Linked DNA regions of Mus musculus: regions 1, 2, 3 and 5 are each linked to region 4. Evidence: chromatin contacts called from public promoter capture Hi-C data. All regions are on one chromosome and are shown on one strand. Each heading gives the region's core, a stretch centred on a gene start, on an enhancer-like site or on the middle of the called end of the contact. The rest is flanking DNA. Distances are from core to core; before and after follow the strand shown.

Region 1 (3,794 bases), core at 1,150-3,649, 1.1 Mb before region 4:
TTATAATTCTGTCTCTTATTCCAATGACTATTTTTGTACTTTGGGAGCAGAGAATTTATTTTCTAGTCACTTAGGTCCAGATGGGAAATAATTTTGCCCTGGATAGAAACCCAGAGTCTCACCCTTATTGAATTTAGAAATTTTACATGATTTAATCTTTTTAGACTTAGATGTTGTAATGCTTTGAAACTATGCAGTTCCTCTGGGAACAAGGACTGAATGAATTTTGCATAAGAACATTATGACTCTTTGGGGGCCAGAGGTGTGGTAGGGAAAGCTTCCCCCAATACAGATTTCCACACTTTCATCACCAGAGCCTGTGAATATATTTTCTTACAAAACGCAAAGGAACGTGGGAGCTATGATTAAGGACCTTGCTATGGTGAGATTATCCTAAGTGGGCCCAATTTTGTTACACCAATCCTAAAAACTAAAGACCTCTTTACTGATGCTACTGCCTTTGAAAGGAGAGGAAAGGGGCTACAGACCAAGGCACCTCAGGGGCTTCTAGAAGCTAGAAAGAACAAACTAACACTCTTCTCTCTGAGATTCTAGAAAGGAATGAAGTCCTCTGACAAGCTGACTTCAGCACAGGGGGTTAGTTGCACCCTGACCTACAGAAAACAGTACATTTCTGTTCTTTTAAATTGCTAAGTTTGTACCAACTTTTATGGCAGTAATAGAAAACAAATAGATGACTGTACTTACTCTGTTCATGCATTACAATAAGAGATTCCCATGTAATTCCCTTGAAGGAAACAAAGGCATATCTGATTAGTATCCATATTCTGACCCTCTGTTGCCTAGCTGATGTGATTTCCAATTCTCTGAGGCTTATAGCACCTGCTCTGGCTCCCTGTTCTTTAAACACATTAAAGATGGAAATAGGTTATATGCAAATATGATGCCATGCTGTAAAGGGACTGAGCATGCCAGCCTCAGGCGTTCCAGGAGCCTGAACAGTATCTGGCAGCTACTCAAATTTGTTGAAATGAAAATTTAAAAAGTCACAACTGACAGATTACAAAGACTCACAAGTCTTATACATACCATGGCAAACAGCGCTGAGCAGTAACCAAAAGATTATATGCATTACGTAAGTTGGTTGGTGAATTCCCAAGCCTTAATATATGGACTTAAATATGATATTTGTAATAACGAGGTCATTTCCAAACCCTTCCCAGTGCTCTTAGACATGGTGCAGCATTTGTTAAGGTCAGATTGTAAGAAAACTACTGTATCATGAATTTTGTATTTCTTCTTTGTAAATGTTTTAATAATTGCTAGGTACAAAGTTTCACTGGTTTTTAATTTTCAAAAATATTTTTATGTATCTACAAGTAGGAATGTGCTCTACATGTGTGCCTGGTGTTCTCAGAGGCCAGAGGAGGGCAGTGATTTCTTTGGAACTGGATGGCTGTGAACCTCCCTGTGGGCACTGGGAACCCAATCTGGCTCCTTTGAAGAGCAGCCAATATGTTCTTACGTTAATGTTAATCTCTGAGCCATAGCTCCAGTCCCAACAACTTTGCTTTTAAACATTTAAAACTTACGGTGGACGAGTTAAAGGAGCACTTACCGCTGCTGTTTAAGCTGCCTGTTTTTAACGTACTATCGTACCTTTCTCTGTCTCCACACACTTTCCTTCTGGACTGCCTGAAATTTGTAGGTCTCATGACTTCAGTAATTTTTTTTTTTTTAAATTAGCTACAGTGTGGCGCGGTGGGGCCCACCTTTAACCCCAGCATTTGTGAGGCAGAGCCAGGTAGTATGTAAACCAGCATGGTTTTAGGGAGTTCCAGGTCGGCCAGAGAGACCTTATCTCAAAAACACAAATAAAAAAATTAATTACCATTCAGCCCCAGTGCAAGGTAGAACCAGGTCAGGTGCTTTCAAGGGAGAGCCTGCCCACGCCTGGCGAACCTCCCCGGGCACTGCTGAGGTGGTGAGCACAGGCCTCTGGATGTGGGGCATAAGAAATATTACTACGAGTGCATCGGTTTTAAAGAAAGTGTGGGCCCCTGAGCCACTCAGAACTGCCATTGTTCGGCCGTGCATTTCGACTGGGGCTGGAGCGGCTACTCCAACAGGTGGCAACGTGCTCTGCAAAGTTTGCCTACGTCGTCCTCAGTGACCCGTCTCACGTTTCCAGGCGCGGAAGGAGTGGGCCTGGGCACCGCGGCCGCTGAGGGTTGGGCCGGGCCAGCCGAAGCCAGGACGCATTCCAGGTGGGGAACGCTGAGCCCAGAGCGGCCCTCACCACCCACTTCCCGCCCAAGCACACCCCGCCACCCGCGCCTGCGCCCGCCGCGGGACAGCCTTCGCTAAGCGACTGCGCCTGCGCGGGGCGTCGCGTTACGCCTGCGTGCCGCCGGCGGCGGAAGGAGCGAGCAGGGCGGGAGCAGTGGGCGGAAGGGGCGGTGCTCTGCTGCGCGGCCTCGCGAGGGTGAGTGTGGGGCCCGGTGCGCGCGGAGGCCAGGAGTCGGGGCCGCGGTGCGTCCTCCGCCCGGGGTCAGCCCCGCTGTCGGGGGCGCCCCCTGGAGGCTCGCGGGGGGCAGCCGAGGAGGATGTGGCTGAGTCGGGGGCGGGGTGGATGTGGTGGGGCCTGCAGGAAGGACTGGAAGGGACTGAGCGCTTTTTCCTTACATAAGAAAGGCGTCGCAGTCGCTGCTGTCAGGTTCTCGTGGGCCGGTTTGTGAGCTCGTCTCGGGCAGCGCGGAAGGAGCCAGGCCCGGAGGCTGTTCAGTGCTAAGGAGCTCCGCCTGCGGAAGGGAGCAGCAGACCCCTCAGAGGGGAAGGAATACAGATTTGCAGGTTATAAAGCAGGGTTCACTGGGAGTCACAAAGCGGTGTCTGGGTTGCCAAACACCGTCGCGACCGCGCCGGTAGCGTTCCACAGAAGACATGCCAACTTCAGATATGTTTCTCATTTGAAAAATGAAGGAGAGCCTAAGAAAAGGGTTTCTTACTGTCGCCTTTCTTAACAGTTCCCTTGCATATATTTTGGAGAACAAAGAAACTATAAAAAGTGGCTAAGCTAGTAGAAAACCAATTTCCAGGAGAAACAAAACGTTTGGAGGGTTATCTACAATGTCTCGAAAGTTCTTTGACGAAGTAAATATATTCAAGGAAATAGTATTTTTATTAGGATGGTTCTTTTAAGGCTTTGTTTCCTATTAGAGACTATAAACATGGAAAGTTATATAATCATGAGGAACGTAAATGGTGATTACAAAATGTGAGGGTGTCATAAGAATATATTTGGAATGGATGGAGCAAGTGAATGGTTGGAATTTGCCCCAGCTGATTGATGTCATGTGGGAAAAGTAGACATTTAGTCTTGCTGTATGTAAGAAAGGTGTTGAACATTGCTTTAAAATCAGTGCTTTAAAATCATTCATTGCCACGGGTCTTCTACAGAGATCTGAGTTTTCTGGAATAAGGAACAAGTATCTATATTTTTATGTGATCCTCCCGTTGGTTTTAATGTGATTGGTGTTGGGTTGAGTTAACAAGCACCCTCTGTGAGCCGGGTATCACCTAAGTTAGTATTCAGAATAATTTGATTTAGAGAAGAAAGATTTCCCCAAAGCCAGGATCATCAGGAGAGGATTTAAGAGAAGAGTGGATTTAAGCAGAGGAGAAATGTTGTAGAAGAGGAAAGATGAGACCAGTTAAATCTGGAATGTGGGAAATTGGGAAAGTAAGTACTAGGTTTGGAAGACCAAGTCTCCTTAGAGGAAGGAGGTCTGAAAGGAGAGTATGAGAAAATTGTGCAGCAGAAACAGACTATT
Region 2 (3,770 bases), core at 565-3,064, 1.0 Mb before region 4:
AAAGTGATCAATACTACAATGCTCAGGCCCTAGAGATAGTTAATTGGGTAAGAGTACAAACTGCTCTGAGAGAGGACCTGAGTTCGGTTCCAACACCCATGTCAGGCAGCTCACAAGTGCTTCTACCTCCAGCTCCCAGGGCTCCAACGCCCTCTTCTGGCTTTGATGAACAACTGCATGCATGTGGCTTACATATATGTGCACACACAGAAATTTAAAATATGTTGCAAAATATTTTTAAAATGCATATTCCTGGGTTTGCCTTGGACTTAGTTTCTGAAGTCAGGGATGGCAGTGTATCGCGTTGAATGAAGTGTCTCAGTGCTGGTGTGATTGCCTAAGGCAGCACCAGGGTTATGAGGACCTGTCCTGGTGACTTGGCCAAACACGGAGAGATGGGCGGTGCCACTCCAGGAGTTGACAACTAAGGGACAAACATAAAAATCCATTGTCATTTTGATTTGCCAAGGAAGTGTTGGTGAATGCACTGGCTGGTTTTGTGTGTCAACTTGGCACAGCTAGAGTTATCAGAGTGTAGGAAACCTCAATCCAGAATATTCATCCATGAGATCAGCTGTAAGGCATTTTCCCAACTAATGATCAATGGAGGAGGGCCTATTGTGGATGGTGCCATCCTTGGGATGGAGGTCTTAGGCTCTCTGAGAAAGCATGCTGAGCTAGCTATGAGGAGCAAGCCAGTAAGCAGCACCCTCCATGGCCTCTGCATTGGGTTCTACTTTCAGGTTTCTTTGGTGATATACAGTGATGTGGAAGTGTGATGGTTTATATATGCTTGGCCCAGGGTGTGGCACTATTTGGAGGTGTGGCCTTGTTGGAGTAGGTGTGTCACTGTGGGCCTGGGCTTTAAGACCCTCATTCTAGCTGTCTGGAAGTCAGTATTCTGCTAGCAGCCTTCAGATGAAGACATAGAACTCTCAACTCCTCCTGCACCGTGCCTGCCTGGACTTTGCCATGCTCCTGCCTTGGTGAGAATAGATTGAACCTCTGAACCTGTAAGCGAGTCCCAATTAAATGTTGTCTTTATAAGACTTGCATTGGTCATGGTGTCTGTTCGCAGCAGTAAAACCCTAACTAAGACAGGAAATGTAGGACAAATAAACCCTTTCCTCCACGACTTGCTTTTTGGTCATGATGTTTCAGCACAGCAATAGAAACCCTATCTAAGACAGTGGATCTGGAGAAACCTGGCTAGGCAAACATTAACCAGGTACAGAGCAGTTATGGAGGAAGGACTCCTGAGTTCTGAGTTCTCAGCCTCAGAGTTCAACATGACATAGCCACTTCCTTGATTCTTAACCCTGGCAGTTCTTTACCGTGCTCAGGAATTGGCTTTTTAATAACCCTCCAAGCTAATTACATCACAACCTGGGTGGTGTCTGGGGCTCCTTGTTATTTTAACAGCCCCAAATGACTGTCCTGCCATCAGCCAGCAGGCATACCACTGCTCTGTGACACACAAAAACTGTTCACTAACCTGTTGTTAGCATCACAAACAGCTAATGTTATTTTACCAGCCTTCAGAGCCTAGGTCCTCAGTGAGCATCCTTCATCTCTGGCTTCTACAGCCTAAGCCACCATCCTTAAGGTATACCATATTATGTCAATACCAATAGGCAAATAATTTTGCCTAGTGTCTTCTTGCCATAATTATGAAGCAGTATTTTTCTTAGATCAATGGCTCAAAGTTTTATAGCTTACAAATTAGCGAAAATCCGTGTCCTTGGAGCAGACATAGGCTTTGTGGAACTTTATGACCTGTTGCTTGGTAACTGGACCTACGACCACTCTGATTCTCTCTGTGAGCTGTCGGGCTTCAGAAGTCTAGTCAGCCCAGTCAAGAGCTTCCTGCAACTAGGAGGGAATGAGCGCCTCGCTCTGCCCAGGGCTTGAAAAGCTGTTGCTCACAGCTGCCCGCCCATAGCCATGACACACTTCTTGTACTTGACTCCAGAAATCCTGCTTCCCTTTAGCCCTCTCACTTCTACAGAGTTCGAACTGATCAGACGCAAGGCCCAACAACTGTGGCAGGATGAGACACGGTGGTCTGCTTCTTCCATGACAACCTACTCAGGGAGTTACCGGGAAAAGCAACTGGACGAGGCCACCTGCAACCGGCTGGCCCAGAGAGTAGGCCAGCCGCAGTTTGAGTACAAACCGTAAGATCCCTTTGTTGCTATTCAGAGACAGGTGCTGTTTGGAAAGGGTGTTATAGAGGTCAGCCACTTCAAAAGTGTTAACACATCTGCTTCCCTGTGTAAATGTCACTTTCCAGCTCAAAGTATGGTCACAACCCAAATTGGTATTACTTATTACTAGAAGATATGAACACCAGTGTTTGACTAATGTAGATATTTTTTGTCTATGAACGTGTTTCTTAGTTTATTTGTTTATTGTGTATGTTTCTGGTCATATGGGAAGGTCAGAGAACAGCTAACAGGATCAGTTCTCTGATCAGTTCCTGGAACCAAATTCTTGTCTTTGGATTTGCTCTCCTCACAGCCGTCTCTCTGTCCCTTCCTCCTGTTTAGACAGGGTACCCTGTTATCCCCGACTGGCCTGAAACTCCTTCTGAAGCCCAGGGCAACTGAAAACTCTGGGTCCTCCCACTTCCACCTCCTTAGCACAGGACACACAGGCATGAGTTGCCAAACCCAGTTTCTGTGTATGGTTATGGGATCGGCCCACAGAGCTTCCTAAATGCTAGGCCAGCATCTACCAATGTCCTTGTGCCTAAAATATTGTTTTCTGTAGTCTTTCTCTTTGTGGAAAGCTGGCAAGCCAGCTGTCGCTGTATACCAGAACATATGTGTGCCTAAACGGGCTGTCGCTGTATACCAGAACTTACAGGTGCCTACAGCAGCTGAGCCCAAAAGTATTTCCAAGGGTTTATTGGGAAGCCAGGCCCTGTGATAGGTCCACAATCAAAAAATAATTCCAATTCTGTTTCACAGCTGTAAACACTCAGCTCACAGAACGAGCTTTCAACAGGTTCCGGAGAAGAAGGTTTGGTGTAGTAAGACCTTCTGGAAAGATCCTAGAGAAGCAAGCGTCCCCCATGGTGGGGGATGGGAAAACACACCACTCTGAAGAAAGACACATGGAACACCTGCCCAGGTGCCCACACACCAGAAGGGTGACAGGTAGCTCAGGCACATGAGAGGAGAGCGTAAGTCAGAACCCATGATGACATCTCCCCCTTGGGGTATTACTTAGTAAATATGCAGATTCTGGAAACTTCTTTGAACATAGTTTGGATTATTGGCTCCAGTCCTGATGTAGGAGCAACCCATGCAGAGCTCTGACAAATAGTAGTTATGGGATTGGAGAGATGGGTTAGTGTTAGGAGCAGTGGCCGCTCTTGCAAAGAACCAGAGTGCAGTTCCCAGCACTCGTGTGGGGTGCCTCCCAAGTATCTGTAGCTCTGGCTCCAGGAGATAGGATGCCATTTGGCCTCTGTAGGCACCCACATGTATGCAGGCATCTCTCCCTCCCCTCTCTCCCACTCTCCCCCAATACAAATAAAATCTTGAACAATATATTAGTTATTTCACCTTCCATGTCTTCCCAAACCATGAAAGTCAAGTGCATGATCTAGTTCCCCTAACACTCTCTGTAGTAGCTCTCTGGCTTGTCATCCCTTCAGTCAGCTTCGGAGGTTCATTCGATGAGCTGAGGCTGTTGGGGATCCCCTTGGCTAGGTAGAAGGATCTATATACATTACTGAGGTCTGCTCTGAAAACACACGGATT
Region 3 (4,063 bases), core at 54-2,553, 1.5 Mb before region 4:
GTGGCACATATCTGTAATCCTAGTACTCAGGGAGGCAAAGGCTGCAGAAGCACAAGAATCTGAGTTCCAGGTCAACCTGGTCGACCACAGTGAGCTCCAGGACTACACAGAGATACCTGTTTGGTTTCAGACCCGGGACCAGGGAATGAGATGCATATTTTAAATACCAAAGCAGGACCTGGCTTCCAGGTTCTCCCAGCATCCCTCAGTCCCTATCTGGATATCCTGCCTGGAACCTTGAACTTTCCAGCCCAAGGGCTGGGCTGCCCTTCCCCCAGAGGTTTCTCCCTATATAAACCAGACGTTTTGGTCTCTCTTCCTGTTTTCCACTTCTTTCTCTGCGTGCACTCAACCCCTTCTCTCTTTCCTACCCCCCCCCCCCCCCCCCGCTTCCCCATGGAGATTTCCCTGGCCTTCGTCCTTGGGGCTAGTGAACTCGCCCATCTAAGATCAGCTTCCCAATAAACCTGCATTTAATATACTCTAATCTGGCTTAAACTGGCTAATTTCACTGACGGCAAAGAAATAAGCTATCAATACTCTGTCTACAGAAATATATCAAAAAAAAAAAATAAAGTAAAATTTCAATGGCAAAATAATCACTCATATTTCCTTCATCCTCCTTACCTTTTGTTAATCCTAGTAAATCTATGAAAAGTATGAAAAAAAAACTTCTTGGAGAGTGAAAACCATGTTAAATTGTTTCGGTGACTTTTATGGCTACTTTACACTATTGTAAATTATACTTATAATAAATTCCATAAAGTTCTGCTACAAGGCTAACATAACTATAGACCACCACCTTGACACGTCCCTTTGGATTCCAAACTATCCTTATAACCACCGCACAAACAATAATAATTTATAATTTACATAATCACAGAGACATACATTCCGTTAAAACATGAATACCATGCCATTGGAGATGTAGGGGGAGAGGGGCGGCCCATCTCGACACGGGAACAAAATTCAAAGAACAGCCAAGTAGATGAGACAAAACGCTAGGGAAGAAATGGGTTCCTGGCCTTAAACAGTAATACTGAAGGAGCTGAGAATTAGACTTGGGATCCTGCCTACCACCTCCGTCTTACCGGATTAGCAAGGCCCACAAAGCCTGAGGAGACAGCAAGCCTAACGCCGCCGAGACTAGGGAGAAGGGCTCTACCTGCGCCCGCTAGCACACAGTTCTCTAAACCGAGGGAGAGCCGCTGTCTTACACACCTGATTCGCCACAATTCCGGTTCTCAGGCCCCCGCCACTCCCACTGCGGCTCGACGATTCTAGGCTCCCTCAGTTCATTGGCGTCGCGGCGCAATGACGTCACCAACGTCATCACTCCCTCCAGGGCGCCGACTCTGCGCTCTGTCGCGCACGCGCACTATGCCCTCATGCCTTGCGCGAGGCGGCGGCTGTGCACCGCCATCTTTGCCGGTGGCGGTAAGAACACGCTGTGTGCTAAGACCTGACGGCTAGCGCTGCTTTGGCTACTGCACGCCCCGCTGTAAGGGGCCCGCTGTCTCCAGGTACGAGAATTCGCGGGAGAGGTTTGGTGTTAGGCGGCCGGCTGCCACCTTGGGAAGACTCTTAGGGACACAGTCGGAACGCCTGTAAGTTAGGCCTCAGTAGCGGAGACCGTAGCGCGTGGCAACCGGCTCCAGCTGCACATCTGGGACGCCGGAGCGTTCCGCGCGCGTCCGTTCGGCCATCCCGGCCTCAGGGCGTCTGTATTCCAGACACGGCCCGCTGCCACGAGAACGGTCGCAGATGCCATAGCCTCTGCTCGCCACCCTCCACTGCCCCTTCCCCCCACCCCCGCTCCCACCCTCAAGCTAACCCTTCTGTGGAGGACGCTCCGCACCCAGCAGATCCCCCAAGCTTCCCCTCACAGTCAGACGGCTATGTTGGCATTTGGTTGTAAGAAGTAATCCTTTTTTTTTTTTTTTAATAATTGTGGACTGACTCATAGCATCTTGCCGCCATGAAGTCCAGTGCTCCTAGTCCAGTCCCAGACTTTATGGAAATGATAGGCAAACGTTCTATCTTTCTCATAGAGCGACGTGTTCTCAGTTGGGACTGCGGTTAGTAGACCAAGTGAGTTTCCGAGTTGAGTGCCTGTCTTTAGGACTTCCGAGAAGCACTTTGTAGCACCCTGTCCTCTTCCCATTAGTGACTTAATCTCTTGTTTATTACCTCTTCGGCTTCTTGACATCAGGGATGCTGTCTTCAAAATGCCTTTAAATATCCTTTCTAGGCTTAATACATTGTAGGTATTTAGTATGTGTTGCAAATAAATGATGGTCAAAGGTGAATTTCTGAACCTCAAGAGCTACATAAGTATTTTCTCTATTTTGATGGTAAAAATGGTAACTAAGGAATAGCTGTCAAAAAGCTTTTATTGCTTTGCCCTTTCTTCCAAGGGACTACAAACTACGGAGTTAGAGTAACATTTGTATTGTAGCCTATGGTCCTGTATGCTGAAAGTAGTCACCCTGTGTCTGTCAGTTGATAATGTATTCACTATAATCAAAAAGCTTAAATATTTTTGAACCAAAATGTATTTAAGGTTTTATCTTTTCATAGCACTGCTTAGCTCACCTCTATAAATGAAACAACAAAGACAAAAATATGTTTCAGAAAAACATTCTAAGTGTTTTCAGATCTTTTTGTATTCCTAAAAGTTTTTCCTGTAATAATTCCTCTTCAGGTGTCTTTCTATTGGAAAGAAGGGAACTAACTCCATTTCCATAATTCTTGGAAATCGGGAGGTTGCACAAATTATGTTTACCTATGTAACCGTTATCCAAAGAATCTATATTTCTTTTTCTTAAATGTAAAATAATTTATTTTATTATTTAAATCAATTTAATTAGCCACCTCTAGTATATTTCTGTTCCCTATAAATATTACTTATTATAGGCTCTTATCATAGTGAAAGATTTATTCTCTGAAAATACTTTCATTTACTGGGTACTTTGTAGAAAAGCATTTTTTATTTGTATTGGAATGCATGGTTTATTAGTTTGTTTGCTAAAATAGTCAATTTCTTTGACGAGTACATGGTTGGTTTGGGGTTTTAAGTAAGCTTTAGAGGTAAAGTAAAATCATTTAATTTCTAAGTTAAACTTAGGAGACCTGTATCAGTTTTTAAAGAAATGACTTTGTCAGCACAACAGTTAAGGTTTTAGTTTTTGTTGATTTGGTTTGTTTTTCATTACTATAGCTTTGCTCACCTCTACCAAAACAAAGTAGAGCATTTACCAGTTTGAAATGAAGTAGTCTGGTAGTCTGTAAATGATGGAAACCTTGAGGTCTAAGAGTGTTCTTAGGGAGGAAGAGGAAATAGTGTAGGACAACAGTGAGGAGCAAGATTGCTTCTGTCCCTCCAAGTCTAATCATACGAATGGCTAAGTAAGTTGTGGGTCACAGATAAAGTCAGCATAGTATCTTTGCCGATGGATAGTGTTGGCTTTTGGCTTTTTCTTCAGATTTAGAGATAAACTAGACTATGAAGGCACTGTTAGAACTTAATCCCTTTAGTCACATGAGGGAGTTAATGTAAATACACTAAACCAAATATTATAAAGATTGTAAATTTGATCTGATCTTAATTCTCTATAGGCGTTATATAGAAAAGTCTTTAAGACATAGTAAGTATGTATACAACATTGCTACTACATAAAAACCTGGGCTGTAGCATGATGCTCATAACTCTAATAAGCATTTCCCACTTTCCATCAGTAGTAGTCATTATAGTCGGTTGGATAAGAAAATAAGTTCATGGCTGGGCAGTGGCGGTGCACGCCTTTAATCCCAGCACTTGGGAGGCTGAGGCAGGCAGATTTCTGAGTTCAAGGCCAGCCTGGTCTACAAAGTGAGTTCCAGGACAGCCAAGGCTACACAGAGAAACCCTGTCTCGGAAAGATAAAAGAAAATGAATTCATGATTTTGGTGTGGGTGTGTTCATATATAATTTGGTTTATAGATTTATATTCATACAATGGTATCAGTATTAATCATTGAGGCCTCATATAATTTTTTAATCTGTCATGTATTTTCCATTCTT
Region 4 (3,723 bases), core at 624-3,123:
CTGTTCACTATTAATGCGACTTGAGTCATTTTCCCATGATTCCCAGCCCTCGCTGTCCTAACTTCAGCTCAGCAATAAGGAACTTAGTCCATTCCTGCTGTGCACTACCTGGCCTAGGTCAGCAGTAAAAATGGAAGCCGCCCTCAACCCTTGGCCATCGGGTCCACCCCAACTCATCCCTACAGAAGAAAGCTGCAGGCAGGCAATCACTCAGTGAGAGAGAGGGAGGGAACCTCTGAAGCTGGTACCAAAATGTACTCAGGCCCTGGAACCCAGGCTGAAGCAGTGCACTAGGGAGGACCCAGGGGGCATTTCCCCCTCCTCTCCAATGCCAGTGAACGGGCAGTGCTACACGTGGCTGAGGCAGAGATCAAAAGGCTGCCTGGAGCCATTCTACAGTTGGTATTCAGAAAAGATTTGGCACATCCTTTGATCTGCTGGTTGGCACTCACATCAGCTGCAGTTACAGCCTCTGAGTTTGGCCCCCATGTACAAAGACAAATGAGAATGGAGAAGCAGGGGAGAAAGGTTTGAGAGTTCTGGGTCAGGCTGTATGTGTCCCGTGGTGGGAGTTTACATTTCTGGCTCCCAAGTGAAACTCTTCAAAGTGTAACCCTTGTGCCCACTCCCCCTTGACATGTCCCCAACAGGATCCACAAAAGGAGAGCAGATGACTGTGTCCTCTGCAGTGGCAGTTCAGAGAGGGACGAGTCTTAATGACTGCATTTCCAGGTCCAGCCACTGTGACGGTGAAAGCTGAGATGAGGGAAATGGAGCCAACAGACCCAGCAGAGAAATGATTATGCATCACTGAGAAATTCAAAATAAATATGATCTCCCCCCTCTATGATACAAAGTCATTCTTATGATTCAGAACTTTTTATATAAGAATTCTTTAGCTCCAAAAACATGAAGGGAACCACAGGATACATTTAGTAGACTATTTTTACATGATTGAAAAACAAGCTCACATAAATAAGTTTGAAATTTTGGATACTCCTAGCATGTTGTGGTAGACAGCTGGATGGGTTGTGAAATAAATAGTAACCACACATTTCCCACCACCTAACATTTAGTAGTAATGCAATCAAAACATCAGGTAGGGAAAGCCTTAGACGGTAAGGCACATTTTATCCAACTTACATTTGCAGATAACCGATTGCTCTGGGCTCTTAGAGGCCTGTCTGAAAATTCTGTAAGCAAAATACTACAGCAAAGAAAAGAGAAAAAAATGTTTAAATACCTAGCAAAATAATTCCTCTGTGCTCCTCATGTCAAGAAACAAGGCTCACTCACACCAGTGGATAATTAAGTAGCAGTACTGTGCACCCAGCATATATCATATATTTAAATGAACTAAAAAGTAAAACATCCCAGTTAGACACTAGGAAACTAATCACTAATTCAACAAAATGCCCCCCACCCCACCCCAAACATCTGAAACTCCAATATGGTTCAGGATGGTTCTTTCTCTGACATTTGTGAGCCCGAGATGTTTTTAATGACAGCTGATCCTTCTGTTTCCACCCACCTCGGAACAGGTCTGCTGTGCCTAGAGAGGTTTGGTTTTTCTTGGCCCACCAAGGTCCAAGGGGCAAGAAGAGCGCCTTCTGCGAGGGAATTGATTTGGGGGGATGAGTGGAGAGGGCCTTTTCTCTCCTCTTACCCAAGCTGGGGCCCAAGTAATGGAAGAAGGGGTTCTTGGAAAGGAAGAGCCGCCCACTCTTCTGGGAGCTGACCAGGTCCTGTCCCCAGCCTTGCCCCACAAACCTTAGAAAACTAGCTCTGGGCCTGTGATTCTGTGTCCCTGACTAAGCTTCTGCAGGCGGTGGGTGCTGGGCGCGGTACTCTCATCCCAGATTGTTGGCCTGGCTTGGTGCAGACAGGGGACGCTGAAAGCGTCTCCATGGAAACAGAGGGGCTCGGCGGGCCAGATGGAGGCGTAGTTAGGCTAAAATGGGCTTTAGGATTGGTCAGCTCCAAGACTCTTCAAGTGAGGGGGCGGTGCTTGGAGAGTGGGCCTGTTAGTGAGTGGGCGTGGCCTGCAAGAGGATCTGGTTCCTCCAGTGAACCCGCCAGAGAAATTCCCACAATCCAAGGGCCTTCTGAATGCCCCTGAGTTGTTTCCTTTTTTCAGTATTTCCATGCATTCAATTATTTCTTGTGAATATGCAATTGATTATTGTGACTACCTATAGCCAGCACCATCTCTTGTCTACACCAGGAGAGCCTCATCTGTTCTCAGGAATTCATTTTGTAGCTTTAAAGTAACTCCATTTGACCCGTGTGAATTCTCTCCCGGACTCTGCTCTCTGCTGATTTTCTGCACGAGTGTTTGTGAGTTCTATTTGCTGTCATCTCACAGGTAAAGATCTCTGAGTTAGAGGTCTAGAAAACTCTCTCTCTCGCTTGTTTGTATTTATTCTCCCCGCTTGCTGTTCCTAACTCTCTGGAAAGTCTATGACTGATCTTGTGCTGAACATGAGGTTCCTTAGAGATAGATCTTTGCAAATGAAAGAAAACTCAAACAAAAATAAAGGGGAAACAGTTTCCTCCAAGTGAATGTTGCTGGCTTCAGCTAGTTTTTTTTTTTTTTTTTTTTTTCTCAAGGGACTTGGACCCTTCTGAAAGTACTGAGGACTTAAGGACATGCCGATCTTTACCCACATAAAATTAATCTCACTTTATTCTTTTCACTTATAGATGTCTTTACTATGAGCCTATCTTCCCCGAAAGTGTCAGCTAAATGTGCGTTTTTGTCTTTCCTTTCTCTTGTCCTGTAATAGCATGGGGACAGGAATGTGGTATGTATTCACACAGGATTTTTAATTAAATGAATGATTGACAGGGAAGACAGAAATTCCTCCAATTGATTCTCTCTTCCCTGTCTAGAATTCAAAGTGGAGTGGGAGAAGATACAGATGACCACTTAAAGCTGTTACTTACCTACGATATCCAGAGTATCTTCTGATCTGTGCTCTGAAGATGGGTATTTAGGATAAGTTAAAACTCTCTTCAAATGCAAATTCTAATCCTCCAGTGGATGCCACCACATCCTAACCACTTCCCATAATAGATCTCAATACAGTGTGACATCCCGCTCTCAATCCTGATAGGAAAGTTTCCCTGAGGCCTCCTGTTTTGACTCCGGTGTTTTATTGCATGTGTCCCCTTGCAACACTGAAGAAAGAATATTCTAGGCAATCTGAGTTCTTTTGGGGATGACATTGTCTGACTTTTCCCTACAAACATTGATAAAAATGTACACCTTTGGTACTTAGAAAGTATCCTTTTACATTTGCCATTCCCAGAAGTAGTGATGAGACCCTGGAAACCCATTTCCTTGTCCCTCCTGTGTTGGTGATCTACTAAGAAGATCTATGTTGTCAATGACAGTCACAAGCCTTAGTTGCCTAAAACATCAAAGCCATTTCTGAATTATGCTGTGTGCTGTCACAAGTCAGCCTTGGGTTCTACTCTTTGCTACTGTCATAGCAGACCTGGGCTGAAGGGACTGCTGCCAGGGCATGCCTAGCCTGTGGAGAGATGATGATGGAGGAAAATTGCTCATTGGCTTCAAAGGCTTCATTTAGAATAAAAGCAACAGCTTTCTCTCACATTTCATTGGCCACAACTCACATGATCCTGCTCAAGTATAAGAAACAAGGAAACTGTCTCCTTACCCCGTGTTTGAAAGAGAAACCAATCACCTGTAAATGACAG
Region 5 (3,913 bases), core at 1,306-3,805, 1.2 Mb before region 4:
ATTCTGAGAGAAGTGGGAAGTCAGTTGATTTTTGTTTTGTTTTTTGTTTTTGTTTTTTTAACAAACAAAATGACTTTAATAATGAGGTTAATCACAATTTACAACTGTCTCAAAAATGCCCATTTTGAAAGAGTATCCAAAATTTTATTACCATTTAAAGAAATAATCTGCATGGAGTAAAATAAAAATTTATAATGTGCATAGTATTAGTAACTATCATTTAGGGACAGTAGTCATGCACTAAGAAAGGCCATCTGTGGTGCTATAAATTACTTTAATGAACAGTTGCATGATGCCATTGTATATCTCCCTAGGATTTTTTTGTTTATTTTTATTATATGTGTATGGTGCTTTGCTGGTATGTGTCTCCATGTCTTCACTTATATTATGCATGTTTCAACAAGGCCTTCCCTGGTGTGTCTGGCCTGGTGCCCTGGAGGACAGAAGAGGGTATTGGATGTCCTGGAACTGGAGATATGGTTATGAGCTGTCCTGTGGTTGCTGGGAGTTGAACCCAGGACCCTCTGGAAGAGCAGACAGGTCTTAACTTCTAAGGCATCCCTCCAGACCTCCCTTCAGGACTTAAACAAGAAACATGCACTGCCTTTAGATGCCTGCAATTAAAAAAAAAAACAGCACTATTTGGATAAAATTTACAATCATAGAATGTAGCTATTCAAAATGTACAATCATATGACTTTTGCTATATCCACACAGTTGTGTAACTACCTGATTTTATTATTAATCTTATTTTGGAATCCTTTAGAGACCCTCCTAGGTCTTTCAATCCTGCACCCCACACTGTAATCCCAGGTTTTCCTATTCTGTTCCATGGCTTTGTCTACTATGAGCATCTTGCATGAAGGAAGCAAGTTCATTTGGCAGAATGTCTAATACTTGGTTGTTTTGTTTTGTTTTTGAGACAGGTCTCACAGAGGCCACGGTGGTCTTGAAGTTACTATATAGCCAAGGATGCCCTTGGACTTCTGACCTTGCTCCAGCCCAGAGGGTGGGCATTAGAGGCCAGCACCATCCCACCCGGTTTATTCTGTGCTGAGGATGGGACAGAGGCTCTCATTCCACCCTGGGAGGCAGGGGAAGTGCTTCTTTCCTTTTCTATGGCTGAGTAATGTTCCCATGTATGGATATACCTCACTCTTTTCATCTACAGAGGGTCTGTACAGGGGAGGGAAATGGCCCTGAGTGGCTTTAAGCCAGGCTCACTCCAACTGTTGCCCAAGGGACCAGAGAGCAACCAACTATGTCAAATGCTGCTTTTAAGGAAAATAAGATGAGATCCAAGAATTGACCAGTAAGTGCTCAAATAGTTTAATGAAGAAAGAAATTTAATTAGCAGGAATATTCTTATGTATAATTTATAAATGGCATTTTATGGGTTTATGGGATTTGTTGCATTTCCTTTGAATAATTAAATATGTAATGCAGATATAATACTTAAATAATTAATAAGAATTTTAAGTGGAGTGCTAAGCATGTAAAGGTACAGGAATAATTGGAGAGTGTCATTAATTTGTAGTGGCCTTTGGTATTTCTTTATATTGCGGGCAATGATTTTTTTCTTTTTTTGGTTTGTGGGGCATTTACTCCTAGAATAGTTCTTCTCTAAACATAACTCAACATTATGATAAGTGTTCAAGATTCCATGCCAACTTCCAGAAACTGACCAAGAAAAAAAGTTGATTGTTTCAAGAAGGTGTTTTTGGTGTCTGAACAGATCAGTAAGATGTGAGTTCCTTTGTGTGTGTGTGTGTATTTTTGTTTTGTGGGTTTTTTTGGGGGGGTGGGTGGGAATAGGGGCAAAACTGTTATCTAAAAGATTGCACCCAAATTTACAGTACTAAAAGGGTATTTCCCAGTCCAAAGCCAGTCTGGTCTGTAGAGAGAGATCTCATTTCCAGGCAAACAAGAAAGCAAGGAAGTTCAGTTGTAAAGTTCTTGTCCAGCATGCATAAGGCCATGGGTTCGATGATTCCCAGAACCTTATAAATAAAAATATGTGCAGCCCTGTAATCCCAGCACTGAGGATGTGGAGGCTGGAGGAAGAGAAGTTCAAGGCCTTTTCCCCTTCAAAGCGTGTTCGAGGTCATCCTGGGCTACGAGACCTTTTAACAAACATACAAATGGTTTCTGTCATTTGCCGCAGGAAGGGTACATACTGGAAATAAATGTATCTACCTAGTAGTTAACAGGTCAGCCAATTTGAGGCTCATGCTACATGAAGGGCCGGTAAATCACTGAGTCAGTGATTGCAGGGCCTTTAAAAATGCGTTTTTAGGACGACTGAGTGGGCTCGATGGTCGTGTTCGAGAACTTTTCAGAAAATAACACAGGCTTTGGAATTTGACTGGCAGCTAGGCAGGGACTAGAGTCAGAGGAAGGCGCGGGCCGGTAATTTGGAGAGGATCCCTAAGCGGCAGCGGGCGCGCGCGGTGCGCGTGTGAGCGAGGGCAAGCGGCAGGCGGGTTGTGCGCCGGGTATTGGCAGGCGGGCTGTGGAGGCTGGGCGGTTCCGACTGCCTGACGCCAGCGCGACCAGATCAATCCAGGCTCGGGGAGCGAGCGGGCGCACCAAGGCGAGGCCGGGGCCGAGGCGCGGGGACGGCGGCCCGGAGCTAAGCAGAGCGCGGGGACGGCGGCCGGGAGCGGATCGGAGCACGGGACCCGGCGCCGGGTCTCGTGCGTCCCTGCGGATGGGCGCGCCGCCGAGCCGGTAAAGCCGAGCGTACCCGAGCCGACTCGAGACAGACTTGTCCTGTGCCGCGCGGGGCGCACCGGGACAGGGACCAGCTCCAGGGGGGGATCCTGGGCGGGCTCCGGGGGGCATCCCGGGCGGGCTCCGGGGGAGGATCGGGGACAGGCTCCGAGGGGATTCTGGGCGGGCTCTGGGGTCGATCTGGGACGGGCTCCGGGGAGGATCCGGGAGGACTCGGGGGACCCGCGCTGAAGGAAATCTGGGACGAGCTCCGGGACGCAGTCCCCCCCCCCCCCCATGATGGCGCCTCGCGGCCGCGAACCTGCCGCCAGACCTCCCTGCCTCCCCGCGTCTTTGTCGGGCGTGTCCAGTTCTCCGGGGACCCCCGTTCCGCATCGGGCCGCAGCCCCATTGTGTCCCCGCCCCGGCCTGCGGACCCTCGCGGGGACAGCGCTGCGCTCAGCTCGGGTCTCCCTGGATGGACGCGCGCACCCCTGTGGGTCCCCACACAGCCTGATTTGGGGATCGGGGTTAAGGAAAGTTCGTAGCGTAGTTCCCTCTGATTTATTCAAAGGTCTGGCGGCCTCGCGTCTCCCCCCCCCCCCCCCCGCCCCCTTCCGCCTACACCCCCTGCGTCGCCCAGTGTCGCCTCATTCCTTTCCCTTTACCGGATTCGATTGCCTCACTGCGCGTTCCGAGCGCCGAGAACAACTGTTCTCGTCCAGACCGTCTTTGTTAGTGTTTCTGTCGCGGGGTGGGGGCGGTGGGCGTGAGAGCGCGGGCCTGTGCAGCCGCTTTGCGGACTGCGTGCGAAGGCTGCGGGGCCAGCGTCTCCCCGAGGTGCTCGGAGGAGCCAGGAGGGACCATCACCGGCTACATCCAGACAGTATGGTAGTCGCGGCTTTTGTTTATTCGGAGGCACATGTAGTTTTTCTAAATGCACGGTACAAAGTAATCCAGCCAAGAGCTTTCCATCTGAAAATCGCCGCCTATGCCACAGCCATCTAAGAGAGCATCGTTGTAGAATGCTTGTTGTCAACCCCTGGCCTCTTCCCCCTCTCTTGGGTTCCTGGGTGACATCTGAAGTTTTCAAAGCACGGACTGAAAGGAGTTGCTTGGTTTATGTAATGCCTTCCTGTTTTTGGAGCAGATTCACAGCATGCCCTTCACAGCATCAATCTCTCTCTAAGGGCCTGTGGTG

Evidence for each region. Promoter capture Hi-C pulls out the DNA fragments that hold promoters and counts their contacts.
Region 1: a contact with region 4 is called in a promoter capture Hi-C map of hippocampal neurons, with 5 times the contacts expected there. The contact joins the promoter of Mmaa here to the promoter of Ttc29 in region 4. A contact is called at or near these places in 5 of 39 promoter capture datasets (the 3T3-L1 cell line, embryonic stem cells, frontonasal cranial neural crest and 2 more) and 1 of 115 datasets of contacts at active chromatin or transcription factors (astrocytes).
Region 2: a contact with region 4 is called in a promoter capture Hi-C map of hippocampal neurons, with 4 times the contacts expected there. The contact joins the promoter of 1700011L22Rik here to the promoter of Ttc29 in region 4. A contact is called at or near these places in 2 of 39 promoter capture datasets (hippocampal neurons and liver).
Region 3: a contact with region 4 is called in a promoter capture Hi-C map of second pharyngeal arch cranial neural crest. The contact joins the promoter of Anapc10 here to the promoter of Ttc29 in region 4. A contact is called at or near these places in 2 of 39 promoter capture datasets (embryonic stem cells and second pharyngeal arch cranial neural crest).
Region 5: a contact with region 4 is called in a promoter capture Hi-C map of embryonic stem cells, with 2.9 times the contacts expected there. The contact joins the promoter of Smad1 here to the promoter of Ttc29 in region 4. A contact is called at or near these places in 2 of 39 promoter capture datasets (embryonic stem cells and hippocampal neurons) and 2 of 115 datasets of contacts at active chromatin or transcription factors (both in embryonic stem cells).

Annotation. Positions count from the first base shown.
Region 1 is chr8:79,293,566-79,297,359 of GRCm38.p6, reverse strand. Mmaa (methylmalonic aciduria (cobalamin deficiency) type A) reads left to right here and starts at 2,399. Exons shown (of 7, transcript NM_133823.5): 1 at 2,399-2,446. It overlaps Gm4890 (predicted gene 4890), which reads right to left and starts at 2,282. Exons shown (of 2, transcript NR_045823.1): 1 at 1,853-2,282.
Region 2 is chr8:79,246,627-79,250,396 of GRCm38.p6, reverse strand. It overlaps 1700011L22Rik (RIKEN cDNA 1700011L22 gene), which reads left to right and starts at 1,814. Exons shown (of 6, transcript NM_026315.1): 1 at 1,814-2,177. The coding sequence starts at 1,945.
Region 3 is chr8:79,709,003-79,713,065 of GRCm38.p6, reverse strand. Anapc10 (anaphase promoting complex subunit 10) reads right to left here and starts at 1,303. Exons shown (of 5, transcript NM_001357234.1): 1 at 1,222-1,303. Abce1 (ATP-binding cassette, sub-family E (OABP), member 1) reads left to right here and starts at 1,326. Exons shown (of 18, transcript NM_015751.2): 1 at 1,326-1,523.
Region 4 is chr8:78,211,492-78,215,214 of GRCm38.p6, reverse strand. It overlaps Ttc29 (tetratricopeptide repeat domain 29), which reads right to left and starts at 1,873. Exons shown (of 14, transcript NM_183096.3): 1 at 1,667-1,873; 2 at 1,144-1,207. It overlaps Gm39202 (a long non-coding RNA gene), which reads left to right and starts at 1,922. Exons shown (of 3, transcript XR_878950.3): 1 at 1,922-2,365.
Region 5 is chr8:79,398,070-79,401,982 of GRCm38.p6, reverse strand. Smad1 (SMAD family member 1) reads left to right here and starts at 2,555. Exons shown (of 7, transcript NM_008539.4): 1 at 2,555-2,730. It overlaps Gm51578 (a long non-coding RNA gene), which reads left to right. Exons shown (of 3, transcript XR_003947567.1): 3 at 927-1,273.